4 separate regions of the Mus musculus genome follow, and all the other regions are linked to region 3. The links are chromatin contacts, called in public Hi-C maps. All regions are on one chromosome and are shown on one strand. The core of a region is the stretch at or near the end of the contact, and the rest is flanking DNA. Distances in the headings are between cores, read along the strand shown. Region 1 has its middle 68 kb from the start of Gm40757. Region 2 overlaps Gm40757 (a long non-coding RNA gene). Region 3 has its middle 100 kb from the start of Gm40757. Region 4 has its middle 120 kb from the start of Gm23041.

Evidence for each region. Hi-C and Micro-C count contacts between places; a contact is called where the count stands out from the background.
Region 1: a Hi-C map of the N1E-115 cell line shows a contact between it and region 3, with 4 times the contacts expected there. The contact joins two enhancer-like sites. A contact is called at or near these places in 19 of 484 Hi-C or Micro-C datasets (the 4T1 cell line, the C2C12 cell line, the HL-1 cell line and 7 more) and 1 of 115 datasets of contacts at active chromatin or transcription factors (neural progenitor cells).
Region 2: a contact with region 3 is called in a Hi-C map of forebrain, with 3 times the contacts expected there. The contact joins two enhancer-like sites. A contact is called at or near these places in 5 of 484 Hi-C or Micro-C datasets (the C2C12 cell line, cerebral cortex, embryonic stem cells and 1 more).
Region 4: a Hi-C map of the N1E-115 cell line shows a contact between it and region 3, with 3 times the contacts expected there. The contact joins two enhancer-like sites. A contact is called at or near these places in 5 of 484 Hi-C or Micro-C datasets (the N1E-115 cell line, cerebellar granule neurons, cerebellum and 2 more).

Annotation. Positions count from the first base shown.
Region 1 is chr10:109,663,503-109,668,343 of GRCm38.p6, reverse strand. No RefSeq gene overlaps it. Among named protein-coding and RNA genes, the nearest start is that of Gm40757, 68 kb to the right of the region's middle. Within about 2 kb of position 3,268, at least 17 of the 459 cell types and tissues checked have an H3K27ac peak or open chromatin away from gene starts, as enhancers often do. A contact at or near this core is called in the N1E-115 cell line and cortical neurons, where this site is marked.
Region 2 is chr10:109,640,389-109,645,067 of GRCm38.p6, reverse strand. Gm40757 (a long non-coding RNA gene) reads right to left here. Exons shown (of 3, transcript XR_872022.2): 3 at 2,932-3,054. Among named protein-coding and RNA genes, the nearest start is that of Gm40757, 45 kb to the right of the region's middle. Within about 2 kb of position 2,982, at least 16 of the 459 cell types and tissues checked have an H3K27ac peak or open chromatin away from gene starts, as enhancers often do. A contact at or near this core is called in forebrain, where this site is marked.
Region 3 is chr10:109,492,814-109,497,767 of GRCm38.p6, reverse strand. No RefSeq gene overlaps it. Among named protein-coding and RNA genes, the nearest start is that of Gm40757, 100 kb to the left of the region's middle. Within about 2 kb of position 1,432, at least 13 of the 459 cell types and tissues checked have an H3K27ac peak or open chromatin away from gene starts, as enhancers often do. A contact at or near this core is called in the N1E-115 cell line, cortical neurons and forebrain, where this site is marked.
Region 4 is chr10:109,248,519-109,252,824 of GRCm38.p6, reverse strand. No RefSeq gene overlaps it. Among named protein-coding and RNA genes, the nearest start is that of Gm23041, 120 kb to the left of the region's middle. Within about 2 kb of position 1,929, at least 1 of the 459 cell types and tissues checked has an H3K27ac peak or open chromatin away from gene starts, as enhancers often do. A contact at or near this core is called in the N1E-115 cell line, where this site is marked.

The DNA of each region.
Region 1 (4,841 bases), core at 2,019-4,518, 170 kb before region 3:
TCTTTCCTGAACATCATCTTGGCATCCCTCTCAGATCCAGGAACCAGGCTGAGTTCTTTCTGGTTCCCTACATTTTCAGTGCCTGGAAAGCTGATGAAATTGTTTTCCTTGGACTTTACTTATCGATTACAGTGTGATTAAGTTGAACTGACCTAATCACCTGCTTTCTGAATAATTAATATTAAATATGCAAATATGTCATCACAGGAACAAATTCTACTTCTGACCCAAAGGAAAATTATGTAAGAAATAGTATCATTTTCTCTCACTCTTAGACCTTGCCAACCATAGGTGCCAAAGCTTAAACATTAGACTATTTTAGATAAAAGGAATGCCTTTTCTCCTAAAAAAGAGTCTCTGTTTTCAGCGTAGAGTGTACCACTCCAATAACCAATTATACCCCAAAGATGACAGCCACCCTTTGCAGATATTTTCTAATCTAGTACCATGGTGAGTACTACCATGGTACTCACTCTTAATATATTCCTAACCAGGTTCCCTATACAAGAAATCCAGTTTTCTACAATGTCGGTAAACAATACTGAAACACAACATTTGTGATAGAGCACATATTCTCAGCTCTCCAGTCCCAAATTTCCCCAGAAAATGAACCCTTTCAAAGAGAGCTGTGCTTTAGCAATAATGAAGCAATCCTGAGCTAAACATTTGTGCTCTTCTTGCCTCCCAAGGCCGAATCTTATAATAACATTCCAGTACACTTACTCATTCTGAACATGTACTGGTTTGGGTCTGATAAGTGAATAATATCGCAGAAATTAAATGCTACCACTGAGTTAGCCCATGCAAATGACACAAATGTACTCTCAGTGGACAAATGTGTTCCCGTGTAATCATGCCAGCAGCAGAAAATGGAATCTGTCATAAAAAATAAATAAATAAATAAATTATCCGAGAGTCAGACCACGCTCGCTGAGCGCGGAACTAAATTTCTTTTGCCTTGTTCTTCGGCTGAAAGCCTAAATAAGCACTTTAAAACAGAATGAAGGATCACATTGTTCACCCACTGTGGTTGCTACAGTCTCAGAATTCAGATATATGAGACACTTGGGGAGAGGGGCTTCTGTTCTTTGTATATGTTATTTTCTGTGAGCCCCCAACTCATCTACTATACATTTGCAGTTTCAGAATGGAGTAGGAGAGACATGTAGAAATGATCCAGGACATGAAGATACAGAAATGAAAGAGATAGCTACAAAGAGCGAGGGTGTGTGTGTGTGTGGTAGAGGACAGCCATTGTCCAACAGGGAGAGCATGTGGTGGAGACTGAGATCATAAATGATTGAAATCGTGGAATTCCATACAAGCTGTTGGGAGCTTGTTAGACATTTTAGTGTCCGAATAAGATATTAAGGAATTAACCTACAGTGAAGGGGAAATGCTTTAATTTAGGATAGTAAAGGACTAATGTTACTGAGAGCATAGCTTTTAGAATCAGTCTGTATGGGTTCAAATCCTACCAGTTATAATTTTAATATTTATAAAGCCATCAAGGTTTTCATTGCAACTTAATTCCCAATCAATATTATGAAGTCATAAGGTGATTACAAATGAATGATAAGTCATAAACTCTTTTGAGTGATATAAGCAAAATTATAAAATGGTCTGGAAAAAGTACACAGGTCCTTTTGTTCTGACCCTTGATGATGGGAGGTCACAGATGAGGACACGCCCTCTGGAAGCAATGGTATGGTGTCAGCAGAGAGCAATGTTAGCAACTTAACCACAGACATTTAACCTCCAGATCTGAAAAGTATGACCTGAGCCCACCAGAATAGGGTCCTAAATGGTGAGTTGAAGAAGAGTAGACCCACTGTGAGAAATAAAGAAGATGGATAGCTAGGACCCAGCCTTGTACAAGTGAGTTTATTGAGTCTCTCATCTTATATACTGTTTGTAGGGGGAAGATGGGCCCAAGGTCAGCAGAGAGCTAAATCAAACAATGTTGGCAAAGAAAACACAGGATATCTCAGACAGAGATGCCTTAGCACTGATAACTACAGCCCTCCAAGGGAGAAAGTCAGGTTTCCAGGAACCAAAACCTTAAAGGGCCCAGGCTCCAGCCCCCAGCCCCCAGCCCCCAGCCTCCAGCCTCCAGAATGGACCTGGCCAAGTTGACCCTTGCAAGGACACAGAATTAACATCCCCTTTTAACCTTACCTGGAGGCCTCTGAGAAAGTCTTCAGTTGGTTTGGCTCCCAATAGATATGCGGATCTCATAAACACCCAGTCTCTAAGACTTGTATACAGTAGCCTTAACAGCGACCTTTCCCTGTTACCAGTGTATGTGACTTTAGGCAAGTTATTTCTAAACCCCGTTTTCTTACCATCATATAAAATGACAAGAATGATAGGGATGGGTTAATATGTTCATATTCAATTAGAATATGCCTAATGCAACTGTGCAATAAATATCAGTCACTCTGCTGCAGCAATCCAGGCTAGAGCTAACACTGAGGTTCCTAAAAAGTAAATAAGTAAATAAATAAATGAATAAATTAACTGGTAGGAGATCATTTTTTTAATTTTAATTTTTAAAGTATGTTATTGTCATTTGCTGTTCTAGGGAAAAGGCACAATTTATCTGCCTAAGTTCCTCTGACATCAGTGGTTCTCAACCTTCCTAAGGCTGTGACCATTTAACACATGTCCTCATGTTGTGCTACTTTAATTATTTTGTTGCTACTTCATAACTGTAATGTTGCTACACTGACAGCACCATATAAACATATGATATGCAGGATATCTGATATGTGACCCCTGTGAAAGGGTCACTACCCACAGCTTCGTATCAAATTTCTTGCCCTCTCTCTTCCATGGCTTCATGCCTTGCTTGCGGCTCTACAGCACAAACCCTAATCTGGTTTATCTCTGTTAAGGCCCTGAAAAAGGAAGTATGGACGTTTACTCTTAAATGTAGATCTCAGTCTAGGCTGTTTTCTATCTGGCCAATCCACTTTTTGGATATCTGTCCAGCCGGTAGGTGCCTAGCTATATCAAACAGCAGTTGCTGGCTTAGATGGTTGTGTCCCCAGTGGCAAAAAAAAGATGCTCGCATACATAGCTCCTCTTCTCCCTCCCGGCGTCTGAAGAAAGATGGTTGGCTGGCAAGTTCTTTTGCCGTCTCATTTCCTCTTCCGGTCATTGGAGCTTTGGGCTGTGTCTTGCACAGCACGGGACCCATGAGGATGATAGTCTAAAATGAAGAGCTCTTTCCTTGCACTGCCGAGTATGTCCAGTAGGGGGCCCAGCCTACACTTTCGCAGATGAATGAGGAAGTACTTTGAAGACGCTTTTCTAACTGCTTTGGATGAATGCAGTAGAATCATATTAAATCATCGGAACGTCTTTTGTTATGTTGATTGTGTCCTGGTTTTCTGTTTGAATTGGATGGAGACTTAAAAGATCTGAGTGTCTCCCTCAGCGATGTGCATGTGATTCTCTGCAGCAGCTCTCAGAGCTAGATCAGCCCTTTCCTTAGTAAAACAGCTCAGCCTCAGGACCTGCAATTTACTCTAGTGTCCTTTTTTTCCTCTGTTACACGCTGTCCTTTAAAATGTCATTCCTTGTTTGATAAGAACAAAAGAAAGAGAAAATGCTCTTAGTATCCGTCAGTCTGAGCTCAAGTGCTCTCTCTTGGACTGTCTCCTGTTCCATTTGCAAACATCTGTCATCTTTCCTTGCTGGCTTCTTTCTTGTACACCCCTGCCCCAATATATCCCTCCCTTCCTTACCTTGCTTGGATTTTCTTTCTTTAACTACACTTAGTTATAACTATTCCAGCCTTCGCCTTTTCAGAAGTCTCTCCAGGTTTTTCTTCTCAAGCATGTTGGGACTTGGTTGCAATCTTCAAGTTATATATTTTTCAAAAACAAAACAGGTGACATCTTCCTGTGTTGGGGGGAGAGAACGTGACTGCTTTCACTCAGTCGTTTTCTGAAGCTCGCAGAATAAATGAGAGCACTTGGAAGCAGAATGCACTTGCCAGTGAAACTGTTTTATGACGGGGGGGGGGGGTAGCTTTTCAGTTTGTGGACATTGCGTTCTGTATGAAGAACATCTGCACGACCTTTGCTGTAAAATGCTCACCTCTGCCAGACTTAGATGCTGAGGGGACCCACACAAGAAATGAGACCCACCATTTTATATAGACAGTCTTGTGTCAGTAATTTTTTTTAAATGACACTTAATGCATAGGTGTCAACATTGATAAAAGCAGCCTAAATGTAATGGGCTAGATTAAAGCATGTGATACATGAGGAAATACGTCTGTTAAAATATGTTCGTAAATAGTAACATAAGGTGTCAGTGGTCTGGTCAGCACAGTTGTCTCGTGCTTTGCTTTCTACAAGTCTTTCATATCCTTAAAATGTTAATGAATGCAATTATACTTCTGTAGACTATTGAGTCTTTGGGTCATGGGAAACTTCCTGAGGTTACATATATTGGCTGAGAAAACAGCAGTTAAAAGTAAATTTCGGGTTGGTGAGATCTCAGTAAAGTGTTTGCCTTGGAAGCATTTGTTAGGAAAAAAAAATATATGCATATATATATATATATAAAATGTTTATATGTATATGATGTATGTGTATGTGTATATGTAAATGTATGTATATATTATCCATACATACCTTCTGGTTCAAGAACAGAATTTTTGGGCTGGTGAGATGACTCAGCAGTTAGGAGCACTGGCTGTTCTTGTAGATGCCCTGAATTGAATTCCCAGCAACCACATGGTGGGTCACAACCATCAATAAAGGGATCTGATACCCTCTTCTGGCATGCAGATGTGCATGCAGACAGAGCACTCATACATAGAAAGA
Region 2 (4,679 bases), core at 1,733-4,232, 150 kb before region 3:
GATGTGAAACCAATGCATGCATGTGCATATTTTCAGACATTAGCTCTTCTGCATCAGATTCCCATAATATCAATCAGTGCAAACTATTTAAGAAACTTTGCTTCTGAGAGAGGTATGAAATGTCTGTCAAATTATGTCAATGCCTTGGGGAAAAGGCTGTGAGGCATAAAAACAATGTATAGGCTTTAGAAGGGCCCAAATGAGTGGGAAAATTCATTTCAGATGGTCATAAATGTAGTTATCATATCCACACTAGTTAGCCTATAAGCTCAAATGGCTTGAATAGATTATCTGATAAGGTCTAGATTATCCTAGCTGGAAAATGATGAATAATAAGGAAATAATATCAATCTACAAAACAAACAAACAAAAACTAGAAAGATGATGTCTCTGTTCGGAGAAAGAACAAATGATGCAGGACTGAGGGTAAGCATCACAGTCCATCACACAAAATACATGATACGGACTTTGGAGAAGAGCCACAAGGATAGTCTAGATAAATAGTCTTTTGTTTATTTTCTTCCATGTGGGAAATACTTAACTGGTCCAGTGGTGGGACAAAATACTTGGTATTTAACAGAAAAATAATGTTATTTGCTTAACACTGTTTTGTAGGTAGCAGAAGCTGTACTGTGGAGTTTTTGTAACTGGGTCACCATGGGCATCCTGATTATCAGAGCTAATATTTATGTGTTCCATGTTCCTCAGTGCGTTGTGAAGTTTATGTATACCACAATGCAAATTTGTATGCAATGGCTATTCAGAGCAGATTCAAATCTGAAGCAAAGCTCCTGTATAATATGTGCCACCCGAAAGCTAGAGTTCAGGAAAGGCAGAATTCATTTCCTTGCCTGTTGCATAATGTGGAACACACTCAGCTCTGTGTGCTGGTGAACTCTATTATAGCATGTTTCTAGGAGTAAATTTCTATCTCAATGAAGCACTAAGAGGAAGAAGCTGAAGAGAACTCCCTATACTGTCTCTAGCCTCAAAGCAGCGATTTCAAATGGTATACACTATAAAAAGTAATGTTAAAAAAAAACAAAAACAAAAACATTGGGTAGTGACTTAATCAAAGCTCTAAAACCTACAGAGCAGGTTGCCTGGACTTCCTAGGGGGAGAAAACACAGGAAAGGTGCAGGAAAGAGACTAAAAAGAAAAAGGATGGAGAGAAGGATTGGGGAAATTAGAAAGAGGCAAGGCAGAGGAGAGACTAGATGTTTCCACAGAACAGGAAGCCCTTCCTGCGTCATTCTCCACCCACATACACACTTGGACAGAGCGGTGTGAAAAATCTGTGAAGTACTGAGAACATGCCCACATTTTCTAACCATCTCCTCTGAGCTGTTTATTCAGAATTGTTCCAAAACTCAAGAAAATCATCTTCCTTCTGCATCTATGTAGCTGTCTGCAGCTTCTAGCCTGTGGATTTTTATCTCCTCCAAATTAAATCCTCGCTTATTTGTAAATTCTTCCAAAATATAATTTGGGGGAGCCAAATTGAATTTTGGATCTTGCATATTTACCTATCCCATTTCTGATTGATCATCTAAGTGTATTATTCATGGTGGTTGGTTTGCACTGACAATCTAGAACTTTCCAGGGGGAGACGGGAGAACAGAATTTCGAGGAGAGAAGGCAATGTGGGAAAAGTGGAGAACACAGAAGTGACCCGAGTCCCTCCTTTCAAGCTGAGTGGATCAATGCTAACAGCTGAGGGAAGCCAAATTGTCCACAGTTGGGCACAGTCAATCCAAATCTGCCCTGAGCAGCCGAGACTACGGTACATTCAGACCATGGCGAGTTCAGCCTTTGGTTCTGATGTACACATATTTCAGTTCCAAGAGTAAAGTTTAATTTGGGCAGAACAAGCTCACTGGAAGAAGAATAAATGAATAAATGAGCGTTAATATGGTTTAGATAGCATGCCATTGTGTGCATTGAATTTTCATTGAAACCGTGCACGGCAGCATACCTATGGAGAAACATCTACTATTTCCTTTCAAAATCAGTTGACAGCTTCTGGCTTGAAGAGATTTCAAATCTATGAAAGCATGTGAGCCTGGAGCCAGAGTCTCTTTCTCTTTTCTTTGTTGCTGCTTAGAGTGTCTTACATAATCATGTTGCCCAAATCAAACGCATAAAAAGTAGATTCTAGGAAGTGACAAAAGACCAAGTGGCCTTAGCTTTCAAGGCCACTTCCTGTCAGAGCTGTGGTCAGATGCAGTGATATATTTTCCATTTAAGTACCCAATGAATTAGTATGGTTCTTATTATAATGGTGACCTCATCTTATCATTTTTAGTTTGGCTGAATACATTTCAGGTCCTTGGAAACAAAGGGAACATCATTAGAATATGCATGAATTAGATGAATTGGGTAAGCAGAGAAAAGTCAAAGGTTTGGGAAAGGGGAAATTGCATTTTATGGAATAATAATGGATGTTTCATCCATTCATTGCTACATCTTCTTAAAACTAAGTATAATTGTGATTCTTATGATAACTTTGAAGCAACCTGATACTTTGACCAGGATGTGTTATAAGAATTATCTATGGACATAACCTACTTCTTAATAAATAGCACAGTTCAAGCTAAAGAGTCACATAGATTTCTTTTTATGTCACCGTCTCTTTTTTTTTCCCCCTCTCAAACAAGAACTTTAAGGAATAGCTTTGTGAAAAGGAGGTAAAGAAAGCCTTTAGGAAATGATGTCGCACTGAGCAGTTCGTTTGGATTGATTGACTTCTCCATTAGTCCCTCCCGATTGAGGACAATAAGGGTTTAAAACCCGTCTGTTCAACCTATCAGCTCGAATGCAAATTTCCACTAGACTCGGTGAATTCATTCCGATGTAAATTATAAACAATAAAAATCATAAACAACTCACAGTGACAGACAGAGAATAAACAGGTCCGTGTCTAGCACTTTGGAAGCTGCGGTTGCCTAGGAAAATGTAAGCTAAGAGATGCCGCATCACCGAGTTCAGGCATCCCAGGTGACAGATGGCACAAAATCAATAGCTGATCAGAGACAAGCACTTGGTATTTTGTCCTGTGGGTGGGAGGAAATAAGTGTTAAATTTTTAGGGGCGGGGGAACCCAGTGCAGAAACAGAATCTGCATACAGACTGAGAAGCAGGCAAAAGTTTAGCTGTCTTTCCTTAAACCTGTAGAAAATGTCGGGTGTCCTAGCAAAGTTAGACAGATTCTTCACTGGCCACAGACCTCGTACTAACCACTTTAGATGTAAAACTTATCCCGATTGCTTGTTAACATGGGAAACAGAAATTCCTTGAAGTATTTAGCATTGTGCAATATTTGGGACAAGGTCTTAAAGGTGGAATTTAAAGTGAAAATCTCACATGTTCATGTGGCCAAAAGTGTCCTGGGATTTTGGGTCCATCGACATCGTCCACGCTGTTCTGCTCCAAATCTTAGCAGCTTGATCACAAAGGATCTTCCCATTTCACCACATTAAGAAGCTGGCTGGATTTAGGCGCTAGAAATCTGGCAATAATCCTTGATAGCTCCTCCTTTCTTATCATGTAAATTTATCTATTTTTGCCTCTGCAAATTAACACCTCCACTGCAGGTGCTTTGGTGTCCAGAGAGACCTCTCTCGTTTGACAAGGAAAAAGAATGGCTCCTTGTAGTCTGTTTTCACGCCTGCCCTCTAAGGATTCCTCTGCAAAGCACGGAAGTGGGTCTCTTAGAGACAGGTCCTTGGTGATGCTGTTTCAAACCCTCAGTCACTCCTACAGCGCTCTTAGGAAATCCTTGGGTTTGCTTGCAGAGCTCTGCATGACCAGCATCCCAGCATCCCAGCATCCTGAGGTTTCCTTGGCTTTGCCCTCCTCACAAACACTCCTCTGCTAGCTCTCCTGCATCTTTCCCCAGGGTTTTCAAGTTCACAGGCATCTCTTGCTGCGCTTGAGTGAAGGACCTCTTTCTCTTCCAGCATATTCAATCCATTAGCCGGTCCAGACTGACTTAGCTTCATAGGAAAAGTCAGTTTCTCAGAGCATCTTCCCTTTCTGACACATCAAGTACCTTCATCCAATCGTACTGTAGGCTAATAATTTCTTCCCTAGGCTTGTAGCTGTAGTTGATCTTTGCCACTTAGTGGTTTCTTGTTTTCTTCAACCTTTACACCCCCCCCATATCCCCCCTCCTCTGTTTCACTCTTTGTTATGAGATAGGATTGGAAGGTGGGTCTAGGATGGAGAGAGGGAGAGGGAGAGAGGGAGAGAGGGAGAGAGGGAGAGAGAGAGAGAGAGAGAGAGAGAGAGAGAGAGAGAGAGAGAGAGAGATCCCTGAATCTAATTTCTTTCCTTTTGTTTCTTCTTTGAGCACAACTACGAACAAACCACAGCCAACACCCCTGAATGTCCAACAACCACCAAACCTGCCTTTCAGAGTTCTAGCCTTTCCAAGCCCTCTAAAAAGTTGCCAGAATTCAAAATGTCTCACAATCCCAGATACGATCTGCAGTTGGCAGATCCATGCTTTCTGCCAGAGCACAAGGCAAATCAGAGTTAGCTGCTGCAAACAGTCTCAAGCGCCCCGGCGCCCCACGCCCCACTCCCCACACCTGTGATTAAAACAAAAACACATGCTTATATCATGTCTGTGTTTTCTAAAGAAACCAAAATTCTAAAACTGTCATTACACTGGCGC
Region 3 (4,954 bases), core at 183-2,682:
GAAACCTTGGCTGTTTCCTACACCTTGGGATAAGGCACTTGGGGATTCCATTTTTTTAGAGGGTATTTGGGACTTCCAAATTTCAGTGCAAGTCACGATGACTTCATTCTAGCTTATATAATAAAATTATTAAATCTTTTAGAATAAAAAGGTTGTAACAGTGATAGATAGGTCCATAAATGAATGATGCCAGGTATGATGGCACTCCTGTAGAAGATAGAATTGAGAGATTCATGCGAACCTGAGTTCAAGCCTACCCTGTGCTACATAGCAAATTCAAGGCCAGCTTCGCCTATCTACATAAGATACTATCAGTCTTCAATAACTAAGGGCTGTGGATATAGCTCAGTGGTAGAGGCCACAGAAGCTCAAGGATCTGGGTTGGATTCCTAGCATTAAACAAGAAAAGGGATGTTATTATTTGCATTACAGCAAGTGTATTAAATTAGCAGCAAAGAAAAGTACTCATCCTAAAAACTACTTGTCCACATGTTATTGATTATTTTGGAAAGCTCTGGCTTCTTTCTATCTCCCAAATAACACAGTGATTTGTTGCTTTACTAAGCAGAGGTCAAATTAATGTGAATAGGATTTCATGCCTTACAGTGATATTTACTTATCGACTATTCTTTCTCCAACTTCCTTCTGTGCATTGTGAAAGAAATGTAAAAAAAAAAAAAAAAAAAAAAAAAAAAAGACTAAAGGAATACACTGAACTCTAAAGAAAGAACAAAAATCAATTGGTTCTACTTGCTTTTCCACCGTAATGTCTTATTTATTTGCCTTCCACCAAAGGAATGTGTATATTAGAATCTCCATCCCCATGCTGGTGTTGACTCACTTGTATGTCTGTTTTTCTTCTGCCAGACTGGGTGAAATGCTGTTATAAGGAAGGGAAACACTTAGGTTGTATTGATGGAAACTGGATTTTGCAGAGAAAATGAAAGATATACTGTTCCAAATGAGAGACTTGTGACCCTTACTGTATTGCTAACAGCTCCTTTGCCAGTGAAGATTGTAGAGATATCAGATAGTCCATTTTGCCTTTTCACAATGACTCTCAATGGTAAAGGAGTGCGCTGGAATTTTTTTTAAGCTGATATCCTAACTTAAAGGAAATAAACAGTCAACAATAAAAGAAAAGTGATCTGTCATCATGACAGAACCCTATTTGGAAAGTAAGGTCTATGTACGTACGTGCGTTCGTGCGTGCATGCGTGCACGCGCGCGCGTGTGTGTGTGGGTGTATGTGTGTGTGGGTGTTAATTTGTTGAAATGACCCACAGTCTTGTATAGGCTTTCATACTGCACCTTACAAACAGTCCTATTGCTTCTGGAGTCTTCTGACTCCTGGAATCCTGCCCTCTGTTTCAGCTGACAGAAAATGCATTGTTAAAGTTTTATCCCCCAGATGGCAGCACTGCATTCTGTGTTTAGAAGGTTCTGGTCTAGTTAGTGTTTGTGAGAAAGGCGATGTAGGCGATGCAGGCTATGCAGACTTGTCTCTGACACATCTAATGTTATGGTTCTTTTTTGTGGAGGACATATACCCCAGTTCTAACGAAACAAGACTTGTGTAATCAGAGACAAATAATCCATACTACAGTGAACAGAACAGCAGTCTACTGCTACTCATAGAGCAAGGCCTCTAATTAACAGCAATGAATCCAGGGATTTGAAGTGAGCGAATATAATTCTCGGAGTTCTTTTAAAAGATCAGAGAAAGAAATGACCTCTGTTTTTAATTTTTATTTTTAGATGCAATTTTATAGGACTTTGAAAATATTTCCAAAGTGGAAGAATATTCAGTAACTGTTGACAAATTATTTTCTATAAGATACAAATGAAATGAACTGCAGACGATGGATAATAATAGGGGTGCTAAGGGTTGCTTCTGAGACACATAAAAATGAACAGCGTAGTTTCCTGGTGTGAGCATGAAGAGAAACCAGTGAGGAGATCACATCACTGCCTATGAAGCAAATCTAGCAGAACCATTTAGACTAAAACACCATCTACTTAGGTGAATGATGGTCAAAGAAATTGGAATGACACCTTAAATCTCCCCTACATGCCAGACAAACTATAGATTTAATATACTAATACACAAATGTATATTATTTACATGGAGGGATTAATTGTTTTTAATGAAATCAATGTACTGGAAGTAAAAAGAGGAAAATAAAGATTTTCATGGAAATATGAAAGATTTTGTTCTGACAGGTTTTAGAATACATACAGTTTCATGCTCTGAGAAACTCTTTATTTTCCAGTCTAATAAAATCTTTTCTTTCCTTGTCCCATTTTCACATCTGGAAAGAAAAATGATTCATATCATAGAGACATTTTAATTCAAAATGCAGAGTTTGGGTTATTTTATTTGATCTGATGTTGACAAATAGGCTGGCCACTTGTGCACAGGTAGACATATGAGTACTCCATTGTGATATAAAATATGTATTCTTCTACAGTTATTGTTATAGCACTGCCACCAACCAGTTCCGTTAAAATGTGTCTATGCACTATGACCCATAGGTCCTTACTGCTTGGGAGACAAAGACAATTAAGAAGTACTTGATTTCAGTGAGTGAATACTATTGTTGTCAAGATCAACTGAATTGACAATTGGCAACAGAATTTGTTAAAGGTAGAATGGGAATGACAGTAGGCTCTGAAGTCAAGGACATAGGATGAAAGTCATGACACTAGTTCCTAATATTTCTGTGGTTTTAAGCAGATCTTTCTGTGTGTCTTTGCAAAATAGATGGTGTGGTGGTTTAAAAGAAAACAAACCCCATGGGGCCCATAGGGTGTGGCACTATTAGAAGGAGTAGCCTTGTTGGGACAGGTGTGGCCTTGTTAGAGGAACAACTAGGGGTGGGATTTGAGATTTCAGAAGATCAAACTATGTCCAGTGTCATTCTCATTCTGCTGCTGCCAATCTGGAATAGAACTCTTAGCTACTTCTCTAGCACCATGTCTGCCTGCATGCTACCATGCCATGACAATAAAAGGTTAAATCCCTGAGCTGTAAGCCAGCCCCAGTGAAATGTTTTTCTTTATAAGAGTTATCATGGTCATGGTGTTTCTTCACAGCAATAGGTAGATAGGAACAGGAATATGTACCTATAGATTCTTTAAAAATATAATCAGCTTCATGAGAGAAGTTCTTGGCATATTGCAGATTCATTAAGGCATAACAAAGCAAAACAGTGAAAATACTAGGACTCAGAAATGGAAAAATTCAATAAAAGAAGAAACACTGGAGATAGCCTTTAAAAATCCCTTTTAAAGTTTATCAATGATGTATAAAGGAAGGTAGATAGAAAGGGCACTTTGAACTCACAAAACAACACATCAAATTTTAAGGACGGAGGCAGGATCTCACTGTACTTGCAAACAGAGTCAAAACATAAGAGAATGTAGGTCCAGATATCTATGTAAATGGAATTTCTACTGGGCTAATAAGGAGATATAACTTAATAGGAAAATATGGGAACTCACTGGATATATTTTCCTCACAGGGTGGATAGTGAGATTTATGTTGTAAACGTAGCACTCTGGTAGCTCTAGGAGAGAAAAATCGAGTGAAGGGGGAACTAGAGACAGGGAGATTAAAGACGAGAAGGAAAACACAATGCAGAACAATGGGGGTAATTGATCATTGCTCAAAAATGATCAGTTGGCTTGCCAACCAACTTTAAAATTGTATTATATACATAAAATGCTTTTCAAAGGCCTATAAATTTTTACTTATGTTTCCTATCTGCATACAGAATCTCATTTCATCTTCGTACAAATAAAGAATTTCAGACAGTTTAAAACTTCACTACAAAATTAGCCCCATTAATCCATAAGTTCTCTCCCCATTTTTCTGAATACCCTAAATGCAAGCATAGAGGAAATCTCCCTTTCTTATAACTGCATCAGATGTCGAGGACCATAAACTCCTGAAGGTTTACGTGGGGAACAGTCCAGTTAGTTCTTAATGACCTGCCTCTCATCAATGCGAAAACTGGCCAGTCCTACATTAAGTCAAACTATTTGAACTTCGTTCTTCTCCCTTCCATTTATCAAAGTCAGGGAGAGGTCTTTGGTTAACTAAAAGCCCTTGAAAATGACAAAAACAAAAATGTGTTTTCTAACAGGAAAAAAAAATTGCTCAGTAGTTAGGATAGCAACTCTTTCCCCCAATTGCTGTCGTGGAAGAGCACCTTGGCTTATTGAACTGACACACTAAAATCGGACCTCGTCAAGCTTAATTAGAATAACCTTAATTATGAGTCCGTGGAGAAAAGGCAACAAAAGACTTTGATTTAAGATCCATTATCAGAACTTTCCTAAATCCCAGAAGCACCAGTCAAAGGATATATTTCTTTTTAAAAATATTTTTATTACTTGAAACTTGCACACATGAATAAAATACATCTTGTGCATCCCCAACCCCAGCACAAACTTCCTGACTCTTCACATGAACCCTACCTACACATCTTTCCTCCTTCATGTCCAATCACAATCTATTCCTGTGTTTCTTTACTCCTCAGTTGGGTGAGTTAAAATAGTGCTGCTGTATCCATATAGGTTACAGGTGGCGTTTTCTCAGTGGGATAGCTAACTTACCACCATCTACCACTACAAAGAAAAAATAAGTCTCTCTTTTCCAGAGCCATCAACTACTAACAGCTCCTCAGTTAAGAGTAGAGCCAGGTAGCCTCTCTCCACCCATCCTAGAATTTATAACTGGCTTATCTTGCACAGGTCTTTTGATGGCAATCCCAGCTGCGATGGATCACCTGTGCAGTAGCTTGTCTGGTCCAGGGGACAGCATTCTCCAGGACACTCTCCATCCTTGAGCCCTTACCTTTTCCTATGATATTCCCTGAAGTTTAACAAATGAGGGAGGAGAGTTGATACAGATGTCCCATATATGGCTGAGTACTCACAATTGCCTAAA
Region 4 (4,306 bases), core at 680-3,179, 250 kb after region 3:
TGGCAAATGGATCATGTTAGCATGTATGCACCTAACTGTATTTGTTAACTGTCTACTGCATCTTTCAATGTTGATATACAATGAGTACTTTTTTGTATGTATAATGTATACAACAAATACTCAACTGTTTACTTAGAGATGGTTACACATCGAATATTTTTATATAAATATTTTATGAGCAAGCTTGACAACTTTTAAAACATATATGCCTTTTGTCCAAAAACATCATTTGCAAAATGTTAATAATTATTTATGAATTTTCTTCCAAGTATGCAGCATCAACATGTATCTGCTACCAAGACACATCCAAACAAATAGAGTGGTATAACCACAACCTCTTTACTACTGTTAGAGAATGCATTTAAGTACACAGGTACAATTTTTAAGTACTAAAAACATTTAAGTGAAATTTAATGCCAGTAGCAAACATGTGTTAAAGATTTTTTTCCTCCAGTCTCCATCAGTAACACACTCCAAAGTTCACGTCTTTGTTGGCTTAATTGTGGAGTACAGCAGCAATCCCACCTCTGCTCAAAGGACAGGCAGGCAAAAAGAATATTTAATTCTTTCCTTTGATAGGATTGTGCTTCTGGACAGGGGTTTACTTGTGTCTGGTATAACAGGATATTCAAACTTAATCTAATGTTAGCATAGTAATTTTCTTATTAATATATAATATTTCATGTTTATTTATTGTATATATAGGAGTATGGGTGTTGTTCACCCCACATGCAGGTGAGATAATAATCTTTGGAAGCTGACTATATTCTTTGTCATATATACTTCAAGGATTGAACTCAGGTCACCAGAGTTAGAGGCAAATGTCTTTATCTGCTATGTCACCTTACTAGCCCATGTTTTTGAAATTATGCACATCAGAGAAACAGCTTTCTTAAGCCAGATTCTACCAACTAAATGGTAATTTTCACTCAGGTCCTATTGTGAGCTATGGGATCCATCTTAGATATCATGGATGATCCAGCTTGCATATAGCATCCCTTTCTCACCTGGAAGACCCTCAGCCATTAGACAAATATATTCTGGAGAAATCCTAGGTATGCAAAAAGCCAAAAGAAGTCTCCAGTAGAAACTCAAGTTTTTCACCTATAAATCTTGCTTTACATGTATGTATGCAATAGTAGTATGCGAACAAAAGAGGGCATGGATTTAAAGAAGAGCATAAAGGGGTACATGGAAGAGTTTAAAGGGAGGAAAGGAAAGGAGAAATGCTGTAATAAAATTATAATTTCAAAAACAAAAATGAAAAGCAATAAAGAAAATGATGTCTGTTAATAAAAAGGAACACAGCCTCCATTTAACAGTGTAGTCCCTTTACTCTAGGTAAGTTTAATAATCTCTCTGCTGGTTACCACCATGTCATAGATGAGAGACTGAGGGCCTCTAGAAAAGCCATTGCCTCCAATTTACACCCAAATAAATGGCAGAGCGCGTGAGTCTAAGTGCAGGACTTGAGTTCTTACTGACATACTGGTTACTCCTCTGATAGCCCAGATTGATCTTTACAGTGAAATTCTCTACAGAAATCCCAGAGAGTATCTCAAGCTTGTCTGTGTTGCATGTCTGGTCATCAGGAAATTAAACGGCCTAAGTGGTTCAGGCCTTGTCACCATGGGGCATGTATGACTGACAGATAACCTTTCAGGGTGATTCATTGCCTCGGAAAGCAGGCTCTGGTATTGTACAGTGTATCAGATAGGAAAAACAGGCTACAAATCGTAAGGCATCAACATTCAAAATGTGCATCCCGGAGGAAAATGGGAAATAAACAAGTCCCTAGGAACACAGAAGTGGAGTATGTATGACTGGGAATATGCCATCCAGTCCTTTGACAAAACAATCATGAGACATTTTAGAAGCTGTGAAAAATTAGTATTTTCGTTGGCAATTAAAAATCAGATATATTGTAGTCTGCTCAATAAAGACAAGCAAAAAAAAAAGTCTTGAAATTGCATTGTAGACAATAAATATTTAAATATCTCTGAGCATAGGTCTAGCTGCTTATTCATATAATATCAACAAATGTGCCACTCTGTTAATTCGATCTTTGTAAGCAATTTTAAAGTCATTGATTTCTACTGCCTCTACTCTCAGTCTGGTTTCTAATTCAATATATTCAGAACTTGCTTATCCTCCTAACTGATACCCACGCCTCCTTCCTATGTTCCAATATTATGGAAATGAGAGGAGTCAGAGTACAGCAGAAATGAATATGAAAATTAAGGCCTGAATTATATATATATATAATGTGTATACACACACACACACAAAGCTTCCATTGAAAAACAATGTTTTCATTTAAAATTTAATACATGTCTCAGTATATGCGTACATTAGTTACTTTTCTATTGCTGCGATAAAATAACATGACCAAATATAACATATGGAGAAATGGCTTTATTTTAGCTTCTAAGATGTGTCATGCTCTCTCTCTCATTCAAATCCAATCCAGCAAAGTACTTCTTTTCTACAGAGGGATGCTTCATAGTACTAGCTAAGGAGCAGGATTTAATCTTTGTCTTCATGATCTTTTGTTTGGTTGTTTTAACTTTTTTATTAATTTTTTTATGAGTTTCATAGCATGCACCCCAGTCCCCTCATCTCCCTACCCCTTCGTATTTGCTCTCTTCCCTTGCAACTCCAAAAGATTAATAATAATAATAATAATAATAATAATAATAATAATAATAATAATGTTAAGACAAAGCATTGAAAACATCTCATCATCAAAGCTGTAGTCTGTCACGGCGTGTTCCATAGTATGCACATTTGTCCATGCATCTTTACTCACAGATGTTTTTGGCAATGAGTCATTGGTCTGGTTCCAGGCCTCTGGCTTCTGCTTCGCTATAAATACTGGGTCTCCACAGGGACTCCTGTCAGGTATCCTGTTGTTGCCCTGTGTCTTGGAGATCCCTGAGCAATGGATCTGTTGGCCTCTTCACACCCTCCAGCAATTCATATATGAGGTAGATTTGTGGCCAATTTAAAGCCCTGGAGGTCCATGATCTTTTAAGTCCTCAGGGGCTGTTGTAAGCACTTTATATCCAAACTCAGACAAGGAAAGAGATGAGTCATGGAGGACTGCACAGAGGGATATTTATGAATGCCTCCTAAAATGGTTATACATCGTTTTCAACTATAGTCACTTTATCACAAGACCTAACCATTTGGCTTCACCCAAAGCTTCATAATCATGGAGAAATACAATCAGATTAAAATTATATAATGGAAGAGATTATACAATGAACATCAGTTTGTTAGCAGTATCTATCCCAAATAATAGGAGATATTTCTCCAATATCTGTCTCACTGTGTATGCTTTTGTATTTTAACATTGTGTATGTATGTGATTACGTGTGTGGATCATACTCATGTGTGTCCCAGTTTGTATGTGTGAAAGGGGGTAGAGGCTAGAGTATAGCCTCAGGTATCATCATTGGAAATGTACCAACGCCTTTGAGACAAGGTCTCTTACTAGCTTAAAGCTCATTCAGTAGTTTAGGCTGCCTGATAAGACCGGCCAAGGGATCCTTCTGTGTCTCTGTCCTTAATACATGATTGCAAAGGCCACTATGTCTGGTTTGTTATGTGGACAATGATGATCAATTTCATAAAATGCATACAAAGGGGCACTTTGCTGGACAGGTTACTTCTCTAGCCCTCCACTGTGAATGCTTTCCTTTTAACCAACGTTAACAAAGATAAAAGCAAATTGGGAAACATGAAATTATACTAAATGCAAATACCTTACTTTTCTTAAATACTTATAAAATAAATGATTCTGTGAACACCCCAAGCTTTTGCTTTACTTGTTTTGTTTTGTATAATATAATGGAAATGCATTAAGTGAAATGAAATATAGTTAGAAGGATAGCATTATCAATGTATCTTTGCAGCAAGGTAGTATACATTGTGCTATTATATTAAGGTGCTATTTGGAAAAGGACTTGAGATGGAACACATGAGTCGTATGAATTTAAACTTACTACTTTATTGAAGCATACTTCGTAGAGAAATTTTCAGACATATTGAATAGTAGAAATTGACATAATATATTTTGATACATGTATATACTCAGAAGCCATTACTACCACTGAGACAACAAATCAATCACTATCAAAACCTTAATCTTATGTACTTACAATCTCCTTATTTACCCAGCCCACATGATGGTGACAATTTATTTCATTCTATGACTATGGTTACATTTTAAATAGATTTATATAAGTAGAATTATATAATTTATATTCCTTTTGGCTTTGACTCAATATAATTATTCTGGTAT